Linked DNA regions of Mus musculus: all the other regions are linked to region 7. Evidence: chromatin contacts called from public ChIA-PET, HiChIP or PLAC-seq and promoter capture Hi-C data. All regions are on one chromosome and are shown on one strand. The core of a region is the stretch at or near the end of the contact, and the rest is flanking DNA. Distances in the headings are between cores, read along the strand shown. Region 1 holds the start of Pnpo (pyridoxine 5'-phosphate oxidase). Region 2 holds the start of Sp2 (Sp2 transcription factor). Region 3 holds the start of Nfe2l1 (nuclear factor, erythroid derived 2,-like 1). Region 4 holds the start of Cdk5rap3 (CDK5 regulatory subunit associated protein 3). Region 5 holds the start of Pip4k2b (phosphatidylinositol-5-phosphate 4-kinase, type II, beta). Region 6 holds the start of Cwc25 (CWC25 spliceosome-associated protein). Region 7 holds the start of Mrpl45 (mitochondrial ribosomal protein L45).

The links. ChIA-PET counts read pairs in DNA pulled down with a chosen protein or histone mark. HiChIP or PLAC-seq counts read pairs in DNA pulled down with a chosen protein or histone mark. Capture Hi-C pulls out chosen DNA fragments and counts their contacts.
Region 1: an RNA polymerase II ChIA-PET map of memory CD8 T cells shows a contact between it and region 7, with 11 read pairs. The contact joins the promoter of Pnpo here to the promoter of Mrpl45 in region 7. A contact is called at or near these places in 1 of 39 promoter capture datasets (stem cell-derived epiblast-like cells), 2 of 484 Hi-C or Micro-C datasets (B cells and embryonic stem cells) and 1 of 115 datasets of contacts at active chromatin or transcription factors (memory CD8 T cells).
Region 2: a promoter capture Hi-C map of adipose tissue shows a contact between it and region 7. The contact joins the promoter of Sp2 here to the promoter of Mrpl45 in region 7. A contact is called at or near these places in 7 of 39 promoter capture datasets (the 3T3-L1 cell line, 3T3-L1-derived adipocytes, cranial neural crest and 3 more), 4 of 484 Hi-C or Micro-C datasets (Sertoli cells, embryonic stem cells and uterus), 6 of 115 datasets of contacts at active chromatin or transcription factors (the SCID.adh cell line, bone marrow-derived macrophages, embryonic limb bud and 3 more) and 1 of 9 other capture datasets (adipose tissue).
Region 3: an H3K4me3 HiChIP or PLAC-seq map of embryonic stem cells shows a contact between it and region 7, with 10 read pairs. The contact joins the promoter of Nfe2l1 here to the promoter of Mrpl45 in region 7. A contact is called at or near these places in 2 of 39 promoter capture datasets (the 3T3-L1 cell line and pre-B cells) and 3 of 115 datasets of contacts at active chromatin or transcription factors (embryonic stem cells, memory CD8 T cells and pancreatic cancer cells).
Region 4: a contact with region 7 is called in a FOXA1 HiChIP or PLAC-seq map of pancreatic cancer cells. The contact joins the promoter of Cdk5rap3 here to the promoter of Mrpl45 in region 7. A contact is called at or near these places in 2 of 484 Hi-C or Micro-C datasets (embryonic stem cells and muscle stem cells) and 1 of 115 datasets of contacts at active chromatin or transcription factors (pancreatic cancer cells).
Region 5: a contact with region 7 is called in a FOXA1 HiChIP or PLAC-seq map of pancreatic cancer cells. The contact joins the promoter of Pip4k2b here to the promoter of Mrpl45 in region 7. A contact is called at or near these places in 2 of 39 promoter capture datasets (liver and pre-B cells), 1 of 484 Hi-C or Micro-C datasets (embryonic stem cells) and 2 of 115 datasets of contacts at active chromatin or transcription factors (embryonic stem cells and pancreatic cancer cells).
Region 6: a contact with region 7 is called in an H3K27ac HiChIP or PLAC-seq map of embryonic stem cells, with 5 read pairs. The contact joins the promoter of Cwc25 here to the promoter of Mrpl45 in region 7. A contact is called at or near these places in 1 of 39 promoter capture datasets (liver), 1 of 484 Hi-C or Micro-C datasets (CD4 T cells) and 3 of 115 datasets of contacts at active chromatin or transcription factors (embryonic stem cells, pancreatic cancer cells and stem cell-derived neural progenitor cells).

Annotation. Positions count from the first base shown.
Region 1 is chr11:96,942,664-96,945,363 of GRCm38.p6, forward strand. It overlaps Pnpo (pyridoxine 5'-phosphate oxidase), which reads right to left and starts at 1,356. Exons shown (of 7, transcript NM_134021.2): 1 at 1,068-1,356. The coding sequence starts at 1,205. It overlaps D030028A08Rik (RIKEN cDNA D030028A08 gene), which reads left to right and starts at 1,483. Exons shown (of 6, transcript NR_003293.3): 1 at 1,483-1,551; 2 at 2,182-2,430.
Region 2 is chr11:96,976,424-96,979,123 of GRCm38.p6, forward strand. It overlaps Sp2 (Sp2 transcription factor), which reads right to left and starts at 1,265. Exons shown (of 7, transcript NM_001080964.2): 1 at 1,198-1,265. The coding sequence starts at 1,204.
Region 3 is chr11:96,828,600-96,831,299 of GRCm38.p6, forward strand. It overlaps Nfe2l1 (nuclear factor, erythroid derived 2,-like 1), which reads right to left and starts at 1,369. Exons shown (of 5, transcript NM_008686.3): 1 at 1,220-1,369.
Region 4 is chr11:96,915,238-96,917,937 of GRCm38.p6, forward strand. It overlaps Cdk5rap3 (CDK5 regulatory subunit associated protein 3), which reads right to left and starts at 1,277. Exons shown (of 14, transcript NM_030248.2): 1 at 1,147-1,277; 2 at 914-959. The coding sequence starts at 1,152.
Region 5 is chr11:97,743,372-97,746,071 of GRCm38.p6, forward strand. Pip4k2b (phosphatidylinositol-5-phosphate 4-kinase, type II, beta) reads right to left here and starts at 1,333. Exons shown (of 10, transcript NM_054051.1): 1 at 1,075-1,333. The coding sequence starts at 1,233. Cwc25 (CWC25 spliceosome-associated protein) reads right to left here. Exons shown (of 10, transcript NM_026186.4): 10 at 2,099-2,700. Mir8102 (microRNA 8102) reads left to right here and starts at 1,526; the gene lies at 1,526-1,664.
Region 6 is chr11:97,765,342-97,768,041 of GRCm38.p6, forward strand. Cwc25 (CWC25 spliceosome-associated protein) reads right to left here and starts at 1,272. Exons shown (of 10, transcript NM_026186.4): 1 at 1,084-1,272. The coding sequence starts at 1,101. It also overlaps the pseudogene Atp5l2-ps.
Region 7 is chr11:97,314,334-97,317,033 of GRCm38.p6, forward strand. Mrpl45 (mitochondrial ribosomal protein L45) reads left to right here and starts at 1,383. Exons shown (of 8, transcript NM_025927.4): 1 at 1,383-1,606; 2 at 2,414-2,591. The coding sequence starts at 1,541.

The DNA.
Region 1 (2,700 bases), core at 106-2,605, 370 kb before region 7:
CAACCAAACAAAACACTACTCAGGAAGTAGGTTCTATGTCCATTTACAGATGGTGAAACAGGCATAAAACGGCCCAGTAAGTCCCTGAGTCTCCTAAGGAGGAAGGGATGAACCAGGGCTGGAGTGTGCTGAAGTTCCTGTGGGTCACCTCATTCTTTTTCATGAAGTAGTTCTAAGGTTTCACAAGAGCCTACATCTCAGTCAAGCACTCCTGCAGATGTTCACGGATAAGCACACTTGGCCACTGTAGCTCTGGATCCCAATCCCAGAACTGATCTCTTGGTCCCTGACCTGAGTGGGGAGAAGATCATGATGAGGGAGGTTAAAACGAAGAGCTTCCAGGTTAGCCTTGAACTCACTGTGTAGCCGGACCCTGAACTCTGGATCCACTGTGCCTAGTTCATTTGGTGCCAAAGGTGGAACCCAGAACCCTCATACACACCAGGCAAGACTCCACAACACTCAGCTACAAGCCCAGCTTCCGCTCCTTTATAAATTTATATCACGTTTATGACTGTTTTAAGCATTTTACAAATGCCTAAATATAGACTGGTAAAGACATCTACCACGAAACCTGACAACCTGAGTTCATTCCTGGTGACCTACGACATGGTGGGAAAAAAAAAAAAACAAAAACAAAAACCAAAAAACTCCTGAAAGTTGTCGCCTGTCATACATGTATAAACACATGTACACTCTAAATGTATAAAAATGTAAAAAATGAGAAAACCCCCAAACCCACAGCATCCTTGTGAAGTAGGTATCACCACTTTACAGGTGGATAAACTGAGGCCCAAAGAGCATAAATTGTCCACAGCGAGACAGTCAGAAAAGGGCTGGGTTCCAACACAGGTGGGTTCTGATGTCAAGGGGTCTATGAGTACACGTTAATCCACGGTTCCCCTGAGGCCCTCCCCAGTAGCTGTCTCTGAAACCCTCTTCTCCCATCAGGGTGACCCCTAAATCCCGTTGCCTTGTAAGTGGCCCCTGAAAGCACAAGGCGCTCCTCCAACCCTTTGCTAATTTAGGGACACCCCCTTTCCGTGTCCCGGCGGCAGCGGCAGCACCTCTCGATCCCCGCGGTAACTCTTGCGCATTGGTCCCAGGTCCATGACTGCACCCCGACAGCACAGGTGACGGAGGTAGCCCGTCCACTTCGCAGGTCTCCTGAACGTCACAGTGACGCTCAGCAGCCCGCACGTCATGTAAGCAGTCGGCCACGTGACCCAGCGTCGCCTGGCCCTGGGTTCGGAACCAATTGCTCAGCCTGTGTGTCTAGCCTGGGAAGGAAGAATTTACTAGAGCCCCAGACAAGCTAGTAAGTCCTAAGTTCTCGGAACCAAGGTGCCTAGGATCAACCAATAGCTGTCCAGGACCAGAGCAGGGATCCATACCTGGAGAGCTTATTGGTTTGAGTTACCTGGAGCGAGACCAATTAGAGCGGGAATGAAGGAACCCAGCAGCCAATGGGCAGCGCCTCCAGGGGCGGGAGCAGAGAGACAAGGAAATGCTGTCACCGCCGTTTAAGAAGCACGTGGAGGTTTGTTAAAGGTATAGGGACAGCAGCCAAGGCGAGGGCGGGGCGAAGTCTCGGGGCTGGAGAGGAGAGGTCCGCAGTAAGTGGCCGGCCAGTGGCGGGCTACTGAAGAAGAACGTAGGGCAGGGATCCCCTCCTGGCGCAGCGGAGGTTGGAAGACTGGGCAAGAAAACATGGTTTGGGGGCCGGACTCGGAAGCAAAGGTGTTAGGGACACAGGGAGAGACTGAGGGAGAAGATTGTGGCTTGAGAGTAAGGAGAGACTGAAACTGCCTTGTAAACCGCAGGGCAGGTGCTGAGGGTCGTGGTGGTGGGCTGATACTCTGGGGACTGGGGAAGCACTCTGGGGTCAGGAAGGAGACTCTGAGGCGAGAAGGGAGTCAGCTGAATAGAAAGAAGACAGAAATTGGAATCAGGCTACCCCAGAGCAGAATGGTCTTCCCTTCTAACTTGTAACCCTTTCCTAAGGGTTGGGCTGGGCTCAGGGCATCCTATACCCAATGCAGTGGAGTTACTACTAGCCACTGCTCTAACAGATGGAAGGGCTGTCCCTTTCCTAAACCTCTTTCAACTTGGTTATTTCCTCCTTTTCATATTTCTTCTTGTTGTTGTTGCTGTTTTTATTTCTTTGTTGTTCCTTTCTAGGTAGTGGGAGGCATAGTTTTTGGCAATAGCCAGCCAAGGATACAGGGAACAGGTGCGGCGCCTGCACGCTGACTTCACGTGGTGGATGTCTGGCTGAGAGAGAAGTAGGAAATCCTCACAACGCTTCTTCCAGCTTTGATCTGCCTGGGGCAGCCCGTGGTGGAAGATGACTCTGTAGCCCTGGTGTCTACCAGTATCCGGAGTGGGAGCCCCAAGAGCCATGTAGACAGGCACCCAGCACTGTGCCAGGTAAGAGACCTTCTTGGCCTGCCTTGGTGTCTGCAGTGGGAACTCATTATCCTCTGTCTACAGCTTGAGCCAGCGCAATCTGCTGCACAGAAGCAAGAGGAAGGAAGCTTGCTGAGAAAAGTGGTGCATGCCTGCCGGTTGTCTCAGCACTTAGACTAAGGCCAGCCTTGGCTACATAGTAAACGTGAGGCTAGCCTAGAATTTTTGGTGCATTGTCGTTTTCTCCCATGAGCAGGATGGGGAGAGTCGTCTGGCTCTTGCAGTGGACTG
Region 2 (2,700 bases), core at 15-2,514, 340 kb before region 7:
TGTAGCCTGTTCCTGCCAGTACACACTGAAAAGTTAATCGCCTTTCTACAATGAAATCTGTATAAAGGGGACCCTTGGGCCAATTCCTGGCTCACAGACCACTGGCTATGGTCTGCCTCTCTCCTCGTTGACAGGCCTCTACAGGCCCAAACTTTTATTTTGATATGTAATAATCCTGTAACCTCCTAAAAATGGGGAAAGTTCAGGAGAAAAAACCAAACAGAGTCCCCCTGGATCATGTTAGTTATGAAACGATTAAACATGACAGGCTATTAGAATCAAAACCAAGGAATGTAGAGAGGACAGGTTTCTCAGTCGCCCAGCGCAAAAGACAGTTCCTTTTCTACTAAAACTAGAATAAGGCACTGGGAAAGAAACCTAAGAAGGAAGGGAAGATTCTGAGCACCCTTAAGCCAGCAACGCGGATGAAGAAAAGCATCTATTTTATTTCTTAGGTCATCTGTTACGAGCGATAGCGCCTACGCTTTTTTGGAATTCCAGTGCATTTTTGCCCAACCCCCCCACCCCCCGCAAGGGGCATCGGGCCATAGCCTGGGAGCTCTGTCCACAAGTTCTCCAAACTTCTAAAATTCCAAGAGCTTGCAGATACTAGCCGCAGGCTCAAGGATCCAGGTATAAACATTAAAAGTCGGTTTTTCGTTCAGCAGTCATCTGCCTAGGGCGTTCCCTCCAATCCTGCCACCCTCTGGGACTGCGGTGGCCCGGCCAGCAGGCTGCAGTTCAGACCAGCAGGGCCCATCTGACTGGCACCACCTGGGTCCCAAGCCTGGGCTGCCCACAGGACGAGCCCGAGGGGGCGTCGGCCGCCTGCGTGGAGCAAACTCGGGCGCAGGCTGAAGGCCCGGCGCGACCCAAGCTGAGGGGGCGAAGGGGGTTATCAGGCTCGCCCTGCTGCCCCCGCCGCCTGCCAGCCCCGGAAGCGCCGCCCTCCCGCCCGGGGCTCCGAGGGGCGGGGAGTCTAACGCCCCCTTCCGGGTGCCTCCGCCCGGCCGGCCAGCCGCGCTCCTCCTCCGGGCGGGAATCCTTCCTCCCCCGCCCCTCCCGTAGCCGGGCCCCGGCGCCAGTCCCAGTCCCAGGGGGGCACCCCCGGTTCCGGCCTCCCCTCCCCGAGGCCTCTGTCCGTCTTCCCGACCCTTGAGGGCCGGGAAGACGCCGCCGGCAGACGCCAGGACCCACCGCTCATTACGACATCTTCCTCCCTGGCCTCCGCCGCCTCCGCCGCCACCGAGAGCCTGACACCGCCCGCCTAGCACCCGCCAATCCCGGAGCCCGCCACCGCCCGAGCGACGGCAGCTTTTACCAATGAACGCTTGGTACATTGGGGACCGACAGCATTTTCAACCAATCATTGGGAAGCATCTAGAGTGACGTTGGTCTGGCCAATAGAACTGTGAAGTGTCATTGATAGACGGTAGGAGTCGCCAACCGGAAATCAACGGGGGAATGAACGACGTATCCTTTAGCCAACTGGCGGGAGGCAAAGTCCCGCCTGCTAGGAGGTTGATGGACAGCAACAGGAAGCTGGGTGAGGAGGGGCTTAGCCGAGAAGTGTTTTTGTATTGGTCGTAATTGACCTTCCACCCACCTCTAACCCAGCAGATAAGTGATAGATCTGCCCTAAAGCCAATCAGAAGTGCTACTGTGAAATGCCCCGTAAAGAGCTTATACATCTCTCAATACAGTCTGGCATGGTGAGTCTCAAGTGTAGCTGTCGGATACGCGGTGCCCGGCCCCCAGTGAGCGCATCGCCTTCACCTCAGGCCCTCGCCCGCCATCCATCGCCTCTCGAGAGTCGACGACCTGGCAGGAGTTGGGTTACCTGGCACTTCCTAGAGGGAATTGTCATTATGTCATCTCAAGCCCCTGTTAATCTTCACCAATGTTTCGCAGAGCTTCCCTGATCCTCTCAGCTTCAGACAGGCGTGTTTGAGCCTTTATCAAAAGCAGATCCCTAGGGTCGTCCCTAGTTACATTTGCTATTTCCCGGGGGGCGGGGTGTGTGTGCCTAGAATCTGCATTTTAGCCTGCGCCTCAGGTGGGCAGAATTGCACGCTGGCATCCTAGCGACCCTGCTTGGTCTCTGCTTCATCTCCTCCTGTATGAGGGGCCGTGCTTGACAGGCACCACAGGTAGGTTTAGCTTTCTCTTCCAGGCCCTCTGCGAACGACTAACTTAGGCAAGCTGTACGTAGCACTCAGAGGGAATTCACGCTGGCTTGAGACCTGCGTGGGTAGGAAACCCCACACCCCATCTGCAGTGGACCCTTAGACTCTTGTTGAAGCCAGAGCACTCACACATCCACCTCATAGTACCACCCTTCCTGGTTGGTTTTGTTTTGTTGTTTTAACCCACAGTGAGAAAAAAATGTTTTACATCCAGTAAATTAACTTATAAGAACATGTAACAAAGCTTCCCAAATCAACATTTGAGAGACATTGATCGCAGGTAGATGAGACACATACATCCCTGCTGGGGTCTTATTTGCTGAGGATCAAGTCCCCAACACTAAGCATGAACTGTATAAACACTAAGCATGAACTGTATCGTCGAGCTGTTCCCCAGCTCTCATTACATTTTCTCTTCGCCTCTTCTATCTTCCTCCTCCTTCTTCCTGTCACTTCGAAGAAAAGGTTGCTGAGATAAAGTGATAACAAAATATAGAGCCAAGCTGGGTGGCAG
Region 3 (2,700 bases), core at 119-2,618, 490 kb before region 7:
TCCAACTCTAAAGAGAAGACAGAGATTATTACTGAGAGACTGTGAAAAAATACATGAAAATGTTCAGGCCTCCATTTCATATGCCTTTTTGTTATTCCAACTTTTGAAATCTCATTTCCCCTTTCCTATCATTCTTTCATTCGTTAATTAATTAATTTATTTTTTTAAATAAAAGACCAGCCTAATAGCACAGGCCACTCAGAACGTTGAAACGTTAAGATCAGGGGTTTAAGACCAGCCTGGTTTCAATAGTAAAATAAAAGAATGTCCAGGACAAGGATACAGATCACGGGTGCCTGGTTAGAGGCCCTAGGTCCAATCCCCAGTATGGCAAAATAAAAGAACAGGGTAGGGTACAGGAGGACAGTGGAAGATTGTGGAGCCGTGCTCCACCTGGAATTTGAATTCACAGGTTTTAGCTTTATTCACATGACCTTCTGAGCCAAAGCAGAAGGATATGGCCAAGTTCTCGATCTCACTTGCCAAGTGGGGAGAAGGTAAATTTGCCTTCCCATTTCTGATTTCTACTTTTGAGCTTCCATTAAATTCCTAAACTCCTCTACTGTGGCCCACTATCAACTTCGCTCTAAAGGTGAAGTGGGAGCGACACGTAGGAGACACACACACCCACGAATACCCTCATTCGGTTGAGTAAACATCCCTGCTTTTGAAACCCGCCCGTCCTCGCGCAATTTACTACTAAAACTTCCCAAGAGCCACTTAAAGTTTGAGAGAGCAGACAAAGTTCTTCAAAGCCCACAAGGCCAAAGAGAGAGCGCTCCGGCCCCAGTCCGGTCCCACCCTGCCGTACCCGAGTCTGGATGAGACCAAGCTGCCATGCCCACTCTCGCCGACGCGCCTCCAAGCTTTCTGGGACACGGAGCGACAAGTGCTACTTTGCTGGCCTTGACCCACCCTTAAAAGCGAGCCTCACCCCGCCCTCCGTTCCCCAGGCCCCACCCCGCTCGCGAGCCCAGCCTCACCACGCCCTCCCATGCCCTCGGCCCTTCTCAGTCCAGCCCACCCAGGAACACGCTTTCTGGTCGGCCCCGCGTTTCTTTCCGGCCGTGTCCAGGGCCCGAGCCCGATCAAGACCCCTCTCGGCCTCCCGGGTCCCGCCTCCTGCTCCTCAACCACATCTCGCCGCCCCTTATCCCACAAGCTTTCGGCCCTGTTGCACCGCGGCTATCTCGTTGGGGAAGGGAATTAGAGCAGGTACCCGCTGCTGAGGTCACAGTCTGTCGCTGCCGCCACAGCAGGCCCTCAGCCCAAGTCCCGGCCTCGCCACCGCCGCCGTCGCCGCCACCTCCGGCCGGCCTGGAGCGCCCAGCCTCGGCTTCCCTCCCCGCCCCCTCCTTCCACTGCACTCGGAAACCCGCCCGCCACGGCCACCCCAGAAACAGTTGGTCCAATCAGATAGCCGGGACTAGAGTCGTCACCGGATGTCACTTTGATTGACAGCAAAGAAAACCCAATAGTCGAGTTTGTGTCTGCCCACTCGGCACAGTCCTCCCGAGACTGACGTGGAGAGAAGTCCAATGAGTGTGCAGGCCCGCCCCCCGGTATGGACCCACCAATGAGTGAGGCGAAGGCCCTAGTGTCCGGCATTCTGAACCTCTCCGCTGCGGGTTGGAGGTGGGCGGTGTTGTAAGTTAGGTGATTCTAGCTCATTGTGTGCCTAGGAATGCGGTCCTTTAAGGCAGATAATGGAGCATTGACGCCGGAGCCCGAGATTCCGTCCTTGAGGGTCCCCACGGTGACTTGTAAAAGTCCAGTGAGATCCGAGGGGGGGGCCGAGGCGGAGTACGGAGCATGTGGCTCTGATGGTCGCGACGTTCGTGTCGCCATCTTGAGTCCTGGCAACGGAAACCGGTACCCCCTGTCTGCCTTAGAGCCTGGTGTAACCTGTTCGTCAGGCAGGAAGGGTGGCATCTTGTAGCCCAGGCAACAGTCAGGTCGTGGAAACTGCGGGGCAGACGAGGGCCTTAGAGAAATGTTGGTAGTGTGATAGATAGGACATAGTAACTCGTTTTTGCCATCAAAGAAACACCGGGAAGAGCCCCTCCCCTTCCTCTAACCTCGCACACAGCTTAGTTTTTGCTTTTCAGGAACGTTCCATCGTTGCCAGAGTTCCCCATACAACTATAGTACCAAAACATTTTTTGTGACTCAAATATAAGTGTGCTCTCAACATCATTTATTAGATTCCAAATTACAAAGCCTTTGTGAGATTCTTGTTCAGTGACCCTGTGGTAGGGGCCTGATAACGTTCCCTATAAGTAATTCTGATACAGCTGGTCCGAAGACCACATGTAGGAAATCATTGTATTGAAGTTTGTACTGTGTAGCTGTGGGACAGAGGTGAGATGCCAACTGAGTTCTTGTCTCCTTTTAAGAGGCCATAATCTAGTTGACAGTTCATTATTCGCTGTCCTTGTGCAATTAAGGACAAGGCCAACTGATAATGCAGCAGATAAGTTCACTTCACGCTGTGCTAGGAGAGTTAGCACCAATATGGAGGGGTTCTCAGAATGTAAAGTACGTTTCACAGATATAATATGCACCAAGAATTCAACTGATTCTTACAAAAATTATTAAGCTACCACATACCTTTTTAAATGGAAACAAATTATTTTGAGCTAGTTAACACTTTCAAAGACTGTTTTTACTTCATCGTTTTTTAGTGTGTCCCAATAAATT
Region 4 (2,700 bases), core at 27-2,526, 400 kb before region 7:
TCTCAAGCAACAACAGTATCAGAAATTCTGACTCTGAGTTCTTCTCAAGTTGTCAGAAAGGAAAACAGCAGACACCAGAATTCCTCCAGGGGCTGAGGTCGGCAAACACCCTCTTAAGGACGTGTTACCAGTGGACTGGCGTATCTGGTGAACACAAGGGCCAGGGGCTGTACACACCCCCAGAAGTGACAGAATGAGGGATGTAAGCCAGATGCAGAGACTGCCTGGTCACTAAAAGGTCTTCTTGTCTCTCTGTCATTTTCTTTTGAAATAGTGTCTCTCCATGTAGTCCTGGCTGCCCTGGTGCTTGCTATGTGGCCAAGGCCTGCCTCTGCCTTCTGAGTGCTAAGACTAAAGGTTTTTTGGGGGGGTGGGGGTGGGGGGCGGGGAGTACTAGGCTGGTACTTGCTATGCAAGCCAGGCTGTCTGAGAACTGCCACCAATCCTCCTGCCTCGGCCTCCCAAGTATTATGGTTACCAGTGTGAACCACCATGGTTGGCATAAAAGGTCTGTATGTGAGTCTTAGGGCCCTCTTCTCCCTAAATCCAAGGAGAGAAACTTTTTAAATAGATGGGAGAGGATTACCCACCCCAAATAATGCAAAATGCATGAAGACAGAACCAAACAGACTTAGGTTTCAAATGGATCAGCCATTTGCTTAACTGTCCATCTTTAACACTATCCATTTGTCCTGTGTGCCTGAATACGATTTGATACTACGTGAGAAACGTTAAAAGTAGAAAACACGGAGCCAGTACAGACTTTCCATGCTTCCTTCCTTGCAGAGCAAACAGTTCGCTGGAGTAAAGCACCTCAGCTGGGACTTTCACAGCTCCTGGCTGCTGGTTGGTGACAGGGGGCAACTAGCAGACCTCCCCCGAGAGCCGACCGCGCGGGGGCGCCCTCTCCTACCGAGCAGCTTGCTGGTCTGGATGTCGATGGGCACGTGCTGATGGTCCTGGTGGGAAATACGACCGGGAGGGAGGGCGTGAACGCGGGAAGGCGATGCGCCTCGCGCGCGCTCATTCCACGAGTCCAACCGCCACCCTGCAGGGGCAGAGCACCCGACAGAGGACGGGAGGACTTGAGGAGGCAGGACAGGAATCCCAGAGAAGACCCAGTTTCTCCAGCCCTGGTCCCCACACCTGCATCCTTTCTCCACTTCCGCTTCCGGCCAAAGACCCCGGCCCAGCCTAGCACCAATCCTGAGCGGCTGTGCTTGAGCCTCAGTTCCGAAACAAACCGGCCTCCTTCAGCCACGTCGCCGTCTTCAGCGGAGCCAATCCAAGACCACGCTCCGCCCCTCTGCTGAAAGCCCCGCCCATCACGATGTTCTGATTGGTTGAGTACCGGAGGGGCGGGAGAATAGCTGACAGCCAATGGAAGGCGAGAGGCGGGCTCCGGCCGGGTGATCTCCAGGAAGGGATGTTACACTTGCACGATGGCGGTAGGGGGCACCCAAGAGCCGTTTTAGGCTGCTTTTTCATCAGCCTGGCGCGGAGCCCCCAGCTAGAGAACGAACACATGCGCGGAACAGGTCCTAGCACCTTCCCGATGGCGTTTCGAAAGTAGTTAAAAAAAATACTTTCTTCCCACCATTTTCTCCCTTTACCACATATAGAAGGTCACAGGTCTCTTGAGGCTCTCGTCACATTTTGTCCTCCCATTTATGATAAATACGATTTTTGAGCACCCGATTCTTGTTGGACGACTGGGACAGGGAAGGGAGAGGAAGCAACACTCATTGAATAGTAAACAAAAAGTTGCGTGGTGGCACACGCCTTTAATCCCAGCAGGGAGGCAGAGGCAGGCGGATTTCTGAGTTCGAGGCCAGCCTGATCTACAAAGTGAGTTCCAGGACAGCCAGGGCTATACAGAGAAACCCTGTCTCGAAAAGCCAAAAAAAAAAAAAAAAAAAAAAAAAAAAGTTGCAGAAGGAAGGATGATGGCGGGTGTTCCTGGTGGAGTGGAAAGGCTGTTTCTGATGGAAGAGACTGCACAAACTTTAAAACTACAGCTGCAAGAGTGGTTCAGGGAAAGACAAGCAGGGGAGACCGGCAAAATATACGTGGTCCAAGACAAAGTGAAGTGCAAGGTCCCTTGTTTCACGAGGGATCTCAAGAGGACACTACACAGGTCTCCCACCTATAGCTGACCTCAGACCCACCTCTATACAGTAAAAGGTTTAAGGCAGTGACCCGGGAGGAGGCTGTAAAAATATAAGGATCGTAACAAAGAGTCCCTCATTAAGGAACTTGGACTTCACACTGCAGACAGAGAGGAACCACTGAAGGGTTTGGTACAAGGAAGGACATAACACATATTGGTTAGGAGGATGGGCTAATGGGCAATAAGGCTGTGTCCAGAGCAACTAGGAGGCTGTAAGGGAGAGGTTGGGCCTCACCTAGGTCAGAAGCTGTAGGGAGGAGATAAGCAGAATTTAGGAGGAAAACAGACAGGCGTTGGCAATAGATTGGCCAAATGGGTGAGGAGGGAGGACTCAAACATGACACTCAAGCTGGGCAGTGGCGGCACACGCCTTCAATCCCAGCGCTTGGGAGACAGAGGCAGGCAGATTTCTGGGTTCAAATTCAGCCTGGTCTACAAAGTGAGTTCCAGCAAAGCCAGACCTACACAGAGAAACCCTGTCTCCAAAAACAAAGCACACACACACACACACACACACACACACACAAAGA
Region 5 (2,700 bases), core at 83-2,582, 430 kb after region 7:
GGGTCATTGTTTGGTCTTGTAGACAATTTCAAGTGTTCAGAAAAGTCATGGAGCCTAAAGAATGAAATCCGAAGGAGACCCGACCCGTTATCCTCCCCCCACCCACCCCCATTCTAAACTTGTGGCTGGTGGAGTCAGCACCTCAGGTCTTTTCACTTCCTCTGTTTGCTCTCAGTGTAGGGACTCACAAAGAAACGGTGAGAAGGCAGAGAGCAAGCCACCGAAAGAGAGCAGATCCCAAACAAACAGCACATAAACAGAGCCAACCAGCTAACGTCGGCCACATCCAACTTCTTGGCAGAGGCTGCTGCACCATCCCAAAGCACCCAGGACCCAAAGGACCACTCATCTGAGACAGTAATCACCATTATCACACCCTGGAAAACCATACGAGAAGTCAATGGCTTTGAAACATCACAGAAGAACGAGGAAGATACATTATTTCCATAACCAAGTCTACACTCCCTCGGGCCTTGTGCTCGCACTTATCCTTCATCCATGGGAACACAAGTCAAGTGTCTGTGGTTTGGAGAAGTCTCTGCTTCTCCAGTTGATACGTCTTCATGAAGAAGAAGAAGAAAAAAAGGAAACCCAGAGAGGATGTCCACAGTCAGGGGTAAGGAGGCCTAGAAGATGGGAAACTTTGAGCAGCCATACCACCCAAAGGACCACAAACAGGAACATTCAGGCAAGCCAGTCCCACTTGCCCTGTCAACTGAGCAATGATGTGGTAGCCAGCTATAAGAGACAAGCGGAATAGCCATGCAACAAACACGCTGAGGGTAGAAGCAGCGTCGTTGCAGCACCCAGGCCTTCCCTCGGAAGCTCCGGGGTTGCACGGAGCCAGCATACGGACACAAGAAGCCAGAGGGGCTGGAGCGAAGGGGAAACGACGACGGCATAGCACGGGGACACCAGGCCTCGCGTGGCGAACGGGGAGTGCACGCCCGGCCGGACAGCGTGCACGGGTGGGCGGGCATGCAAGTGGCTCGGCGGAAGGGTTGCAGGCGTCACCCGCGGGGCGAGCGTGGCGAGGCCGGAGGGAGTGGGGGCGCGCACGGGGAAGCTGGTTACCGTGTGGTTCACCCCCCACATCAGGACGCTGAGAATCGGCTCGCTGGCCCGGAATAGCTTCACTTTCTGGCACACGAAATGCTTCTTCTTGGTCTTGGTTTTGCTGGCGCTGAGCGGCGCCACCGCCACCGCCGTGGTGCTGGTGCAGTTGGACGACATGCCCGGGGCGGCGGCGGCGGCGAAAGGGGGGGCGGCGGAGACAGCGCACCAGCGAGCGGCCCCAGGCCTCCCCCGAACCGATCCCCACCCCCGCTGCCTCACCGAGCCATGGTCGCGCCCGTCCCGTTACCTCCCCACCCCGCCCCGGTGGTTCCGTCCGCCCCACGCCCCGCCCTCGCTGCGCCGGCCCGCCCCGCCCCGCCCCGCCCCGGGGAGCAGGCCAGCCTGATCCTCACCCCGCCCCCGGGCGGCACCGCCCACTGGATCCCGGCTCTCCCCTCCCCGTCGGAATGGTACCGCCCGTCCCCGGGCGCTTGCAGCTGCCCCGCCCACTCCTCCTCTCCCGGCCTGAAGGGAACCCAGCCGGCTTCACGCGGGGGAACGAGGAAGACTGGGGATGGACAGCCTCGAGGCACTCGGCAAGAAGGGCTCCCTACTCGGACACCCTCAAGGCCGGGCTTTGACTTTGCCTCCACATGAAGTACTAAAATGGCGGCAGCGCCGCCGCTTCGGGAGGGGAAGAGGGGCCGGCATGAGAAGAAGCTGGAACATACCATCTCCACCCCGGGGGACAGAGGAGTAACGCGGCAAAGGGGAAAGGAAGTCCTGCCTAGAAAACCAGGGACCGCCCCCTCGCTCCACCCAAGCGTGGATCTTCCCACTCCCCTGGGCCGACGGCTCGCTCCACCCGCAAGGTACGCCCCCTTTCCCGGGGGCCAATCAGAGGAGCAGGCCGGGAATCCTAGGTTTTATGAATGGGCCGCGCGCCCACCCACCTGCCGCCTAGCCTCCTCTATCCCGATGGTCAAGTTTAGACACCACTAGCATCTGTAGACGCGTATTGTAATAATCCTTTCATTCTTGCTCCAAGAAATCTCGAATAAACTGCCCATGGTTTATTATGTAATTCCACTTGGTCGAAGGGTCTCTGTATCCGACACAAATCACAGGTCAACACTTGGGATATCAAGACTCAGTACCAGGCACGTGGTAGATCGCTCTACACAGTTACAAAAATAAATGTAGCCTTTATTACCAAGTAATAAAATAAAAGCCATAATTAACTATAACATAGGGCAGAAGGATGAGATGATTAAATGAATAATGTTATATTGTCTGGGGAGAAACTGAGTTTTAAGAATTACAGTGCCAGCCGGTCGTGGTGGCGCATGCCTTTAATCCCAGCACTTGGGAGGCAGAGGCAGGCAGATTTCTGAGTTCAAGGCCAGCCTGGTCTACAGAGTGAGTTCCAGGACAGCCAGGGCTATCTATACTGAGAAACCCTGTCTCAAAAAGTAACAACAACAATAATTACAGTGACTGGAATTTTAGTGCTTAAATCCAAACATATTTTAGGAGAAATTAGGAACTGGTAGAACAACGAAATGGCTTAATATATGAATTAAGAGCACCTCTGAGGGCCAGATGGTCTGTAATCACAGCTCCAGAGACTAAAACAGGAGATCT
Region 6 (2,700 bases), core at 22-2,521, 450 kb after region 7:
TGGGTGGAGCCATCCCTAGGTAGGTGGTCTACCTGTGTAAACAAGGGAAGCTGAGTAAGGCAAGAGAAGCAAGCCAGTAAGCAGCATCCCTCCATGGTTTCTACTTCAGTTCCTGCCTCTGGGTTACAACTTGAGCTGCCTTAATGATGGGCTATAACCTGTAAGATGCAAGAAGCCTTCTCCTCCGACAGTTGCTTTTGATCTTGGTTTTATTACAGAAGTAAACTAATGCACTGTCCATAATAGACAGTTACATGAAGCACATACTAAACTAGACTAACTTTGATGGAGCCCTGCAACTTGATCCAATTAAGGACACCCGGCAAATTCAGCTTAGTGGACAGATACCCAAACTGATGTACTTATTGATTCAATTACCTTCACTTTGAGAAGATCAATAGTGTCCTAATCTAGCTCTCTGCTTCTTGGATATTTCTGCCTTATTTAAGGCATTCCTTCCCCACAAACGAACTACAGGACTTAAGAGCAATTGCCACTTAACATAAAAAAAAAAAAAGTGTTACCGATACCGAAGAAAGCTGCCTCCTCACTACACATCAAAGCAAAACACTGATGTAAGGAAGGAAACAAAGATGGAAAAGATTTGAAATGGACGCCTCTAAACGGCACAGCTCAGGATGGGAAATGACTGAAGCCCACCCTTTCAACAGTCCAGGTCCAGGATACAACTGTGAACTCCTAGCTAAAAAAGGGGGAGCAGGGGAGGCTATGTCCGAAGATAACATACACAAAATAAAGTCTACGTGCCCAAGATCTACCTCCTTCCATACCATGAGTTCAACTGTCCCTTCCCTAACCTTAGACTTCCTGGGAGCCCCCGGGAAGCCCCCGAATCAGCAAATCCTGACAACAGCAAACATTCCTCGCCGCACATCTTCCCGAGGCTCATCTCAGTCCCTCTGTGGGCTTCACCATCCGCTCCCTCTCCATGTTTATCACCCCCTTGTGCTGAAATCAAGACTTCATTACCAGGGTTACCGACTGCTACCCCCGACTTTCACCCCACCCCGGCGCCTGTGGGTCTCGGGCTCAGTCGTCGCTGCCCAGGCCTCTAGCACTTACCAGGTCTCCGCCTCCCATGATGGTGGAGACGGTTCTTCAGTCTGTGGACCTGAAAGATTCAGCGAAGGCAGAGAGGAAACCTAGGGAAACAGTTCAGAGACGGCCTCTCGGGACCTAATCCCTACAGGAACCAGCTGCCCTTTTCCCCGCCCGCTCTAGCTCGCACTTCCGGGGTGGTGTCATATGACTGCGTCAGCGTCTCGGCTCGATGACGTTTGGTATGAGCGCTAAGTCTACGTGAACCTAGAGTCGCAAGTACTTTCTACCCTCCGTCAGTTTTGGTGGCCTCTTTTTGGTTGCCTCACGTAAGCCCCTGGCCCCAACTGTTGAAAAGCCATAGGCGGGTTCTGTTGCCTTGGCAACGCATCAGGGCTCTGCCGTAGAAGCGAGACAGTGTAAGACCTCAGTATCTGCCAACTTAGGCCGCCTCCCCATCTCACCGCTACACCAGGGTTTCCAAACCAGCTTTTCGGCCAGCTCCCTCATTCCCGGCATGTTTTATAGAAATAGATGCTATCAAACAAAATCCCAAAAGCCAGATGTCATGGCACACCCCCAGTCATCTCCCACGCTTGGTAGATGGAAACTGGCCAGCTCTGGCACAAAGTTTGAGATCATTCTGGTCTGGAAATACCTATTTTTATTATTTTATTTATTTTTGTTTCCTAGACAGTGTCTTTCTATGTAAAACCCTGGCTATCTGGGGACAGTGTAGATCAGGCTGGCCTTGAACTCAGATCTATACCACTTGCTTCTGTCACCAGAATGCTGGAATTACAGACTTGCTAAACTATAGCCAGCTTGTGTCTTTATTTTTATTTTTTAAGATTTATTTATGGGCCTGTCAGTAGTGGCACACGCCTTTGGTCCCAGCACTTGGGAGGCAGAGGCAGGCAGATTTCTGAGTTCAAGGCCAGCCTGGTCTACAGAGTGAGTTCCAAGGACAGTCAGAGCTACACAGAGAAACCTTGTCTCAAAAAAAAAAAAAAAAAAAAGAAAGAAAGAAAGAAAGAAAGAAAAGAAAAGAAGAAGAAGAAGAAAAGATTTATATATAAATAAGTACATTGTTGCTGTCTTTAGACACAACAGAAGAGGGTATCAGTTCTCATTATGGATGAGTTTGTGAGTCACCAGGACCTTTTTTATTTTGGTTTTTCAGAGACAGGGTTTCTCTGTGTAGCCCTGGCTGTCCTGGAACTCACTCTGTAGACCAGGCTGGCCTCGAACTCAGAAATCTGCCTGCCTCTGCCTCCTGAGTGCTGGGATTAAAGGCGTGTGCCACCACCCACCCCCCCACACCCACCCCCGGCCACCAGGACCTTTTGAAGAGCAGTCAGTTGTCTTACCCACCAAGCCATCTCGCCAGCCCTTGTGTTTTTATTTTTGAGTTGTTAGAATTAAAGAACTGGAGTGATGGCTCAGCCATTAAGAACACTGGCTCCGAGCTGGTCGTGGTGGCACATGCCTTTAATTCCAGCACTCGGGAGGCAGAGGCAGGTGGATTTCTGAGTTTGAGGCCAGCTTGGTCTACAAAGTAAGTTCCAGGACACCCAGGGCTACACAGAGAAACCCTGTCTTGAAAAACAAAACAAATTCAGCCGGTGGTTCGGGGAGACA
Region 7 (2,700 bases), core at 133-2,632:
GTGGATGCTGGGACCCGAACTTGGGTCCTCTGCCAGAGCAGCAAGGACTCTTTTTTTTTTTTTTTTTTAAGATTTATTTATTTAATGTAAGTACACTGTAGCTGTCCTCAGACACTCCAGAAAAGGGAGTCAGATCTTGTTACGGATGGTTGTGAGCCACCATGTGGTTGCTGGGATTTGAACTCCTGACCTTCAGAAGAGCAGTCGGGTGCTCTTACCCACTGAGCCATCTCACCAGCCCAGCAAGGACTCTTAACACCTGAGCCATCTCTATAGTTTCTATTTTCTTTTTTAGTTTTTGTTTGTTTGTATTTTTCTGAGGGAGGGTTTTCTCTGTGTAGCCCTGGCTGTCCTGGAACTCTCTTTGTAGACCAGGCTGGCCTCGAACTCAGAAATCTGCCTGTCTCTGCCTCCCGAGTGCTGGGACTAAAGGGGTGCGCCACCATGCCTCAAATTTTCCAAAACAGCTAATCAAAAGTAACAGTGACCACCTAAGAATCCATCTCAGAGTGAACCAAATCATATTAGGTACTGATAGGGAATTAGCTTGCAGTAGCCGAGAAACTGAGCAGAGGCCAGGCAGACATGGGTTAGGATGTGTTACATAGTCTGTGTGGCTCCAGGATGACCTGGTTATCACACTGGGATTCCTTTAACCACTGAATGTGAAGCGATTTTGGAGTTGTTAAACTCTATGTACCTGACTCTCAGTTCTGCCAATTATTTGTTTAAATTTGAATTACATATTTAGTATCTCTGGCCCAACCATATATGTAAAAGCAGGAATATTTATTGCTTGTGGTGAGGATTAAGTTGATATATGTAAAATGCTTAAATTGCCAGGCGCCTAGTAAACAATTTTGAAATACCAGTTATTACCAAATTTGGTAAGTGGTATTTTTGGAAATGATATGTTTTGGGAAATGACAGATTCTTGTTAACCCACGTGCCTTTTGCTTTTCAGTAATCACAGCGGTCAGCTTCCCTAACGGAAAGGTATGAAAGAATTTTCACATAGAAAACTAGGTTGGTTAAAGGTTTAAGGTTATACTGCATTTTGAGGTCAGAAACACACCCAGAAACTATCATTTTCGCCCTAAATACCTCCAGTGAATTCCTTGTAATGAAAGAAAACACTTATCTTAAAGGCTTCTGATTTCAGAGGGAAGCACTTTTTCGTTTTTTTCACCGATTGTAAATAAGGTGTAACAATGTGTTAAGGAACCAGGAATGCAGCAACCAGAGTCCCACAGAAGCCTCCTGCGCAGGCGCAGCTGGCTCTCCCCGTCTCCGACTGGCGCGTGACAGCCGTGCGGTTTACCCTACTTCCAAAGTGGTTTCATTGCGCACGCGCGAACCCACTGCGCGTGCCCGCGCGCCCCTCCCCTGGAGAGCGTGCGCGTGCGCGCGACTCACCTTTCGGCCTGGGGCGCGCGCCCTGGAAAATTCCACTCCCCAGCTCGCTCCGCCCTCTGCGCCTTTTCTCCGGCTCGGTGATCTGCGGCTAGGCTAGCATCCCGGCGGCCTTTGCGCGAGCAAAATGGCGGCCCCCGTACCTCGGGGCTTGTCCTCCTTATACAGGACTTTGGGATGGTGGTCTCGGCAGGTGGGTAGAAATGAAGCGAATGAAATTTTTAGGGACACAAAGAGGAGGATAGAGTAGAGGGGAATAATCATGCTGTGGGCGTTGCTGAGTTTGGACCATACGAGTCAGACTTCATCTGGAGAAGAATTTGAGGTGTATGCGATCCCCTCTAGACAAGTCTCTCTAGACAGCCTAGACGAGGCTGAGCATTAAGCTTCTTTACGTTAATTCTAGTCTTTGGAGAGAAGATGTTAAAAAGGAAAGTAATGGCTTGGAAGATGAACCAGCTCTTTTACATTCTTAAAAAATTTTTTTTTGAAAAGGATAGGAGTTTTGTCTTATCCTAGAGGGAAAAGGTCACCTGACTTCGTAAAAGTTTATTGGTCAGTTAGGAGCTAGAAGCAATTTGCTTCTGAAAAAGCAAAACAGAAGTGTGGGGGAAATGCCAGGGAGATCTTGTTTAATGCTTTAGTAATAGCATTCCACTCTTTTCAGAAATGGGTTAAGTGAGGTTTACAATTAAACTGAAAGTTCTTTGGCACTAGGACCTCTGCTTTAATCATCTCTGTATACAGTAGTACTGCAGAATGTATTAAAGGAAAGTTTTTACTGTTGATTGATGTGAATACAGGTTATTAATTGGCTTGTGGCAAAAGCCATCCCTAGGTGTTCAAAAAGTAATATCGTTTCTCCATAATAGTCATTTCATAACTCCTGAAGCATTCTTTAATGGGATGTCTTTCTATAAGACTTTGCAAACAGTTTGCTCAAGATAGATTTATCCTTTCCAAATCACCTATACGCTAACTTTTTTTTTTCATCTCCCAGCCCATTCTGGTGACTCAGTCCACAACTGTAGTTCAAGTTAAAACCAAAAGCCGTTTTAGACCCCCAACTCCTGAACCCAAGTACAAAACAGAGAAGGAGTTTTTGGAGTATGCCAGGAAAGCGGGATTGGTCATTCCACAGGAACGGTTGGAGCGCCCTATACATTTGGCCTGTACAGGTAAGGAACTATTTCTGGGATCCTGGTTCAGTTCTCTATTGTCAGAGGTCTGGTGTATGCTTTAGACTCTGATTGATAGCAATAAATTAACCACTAAGTGGGGCTGGAG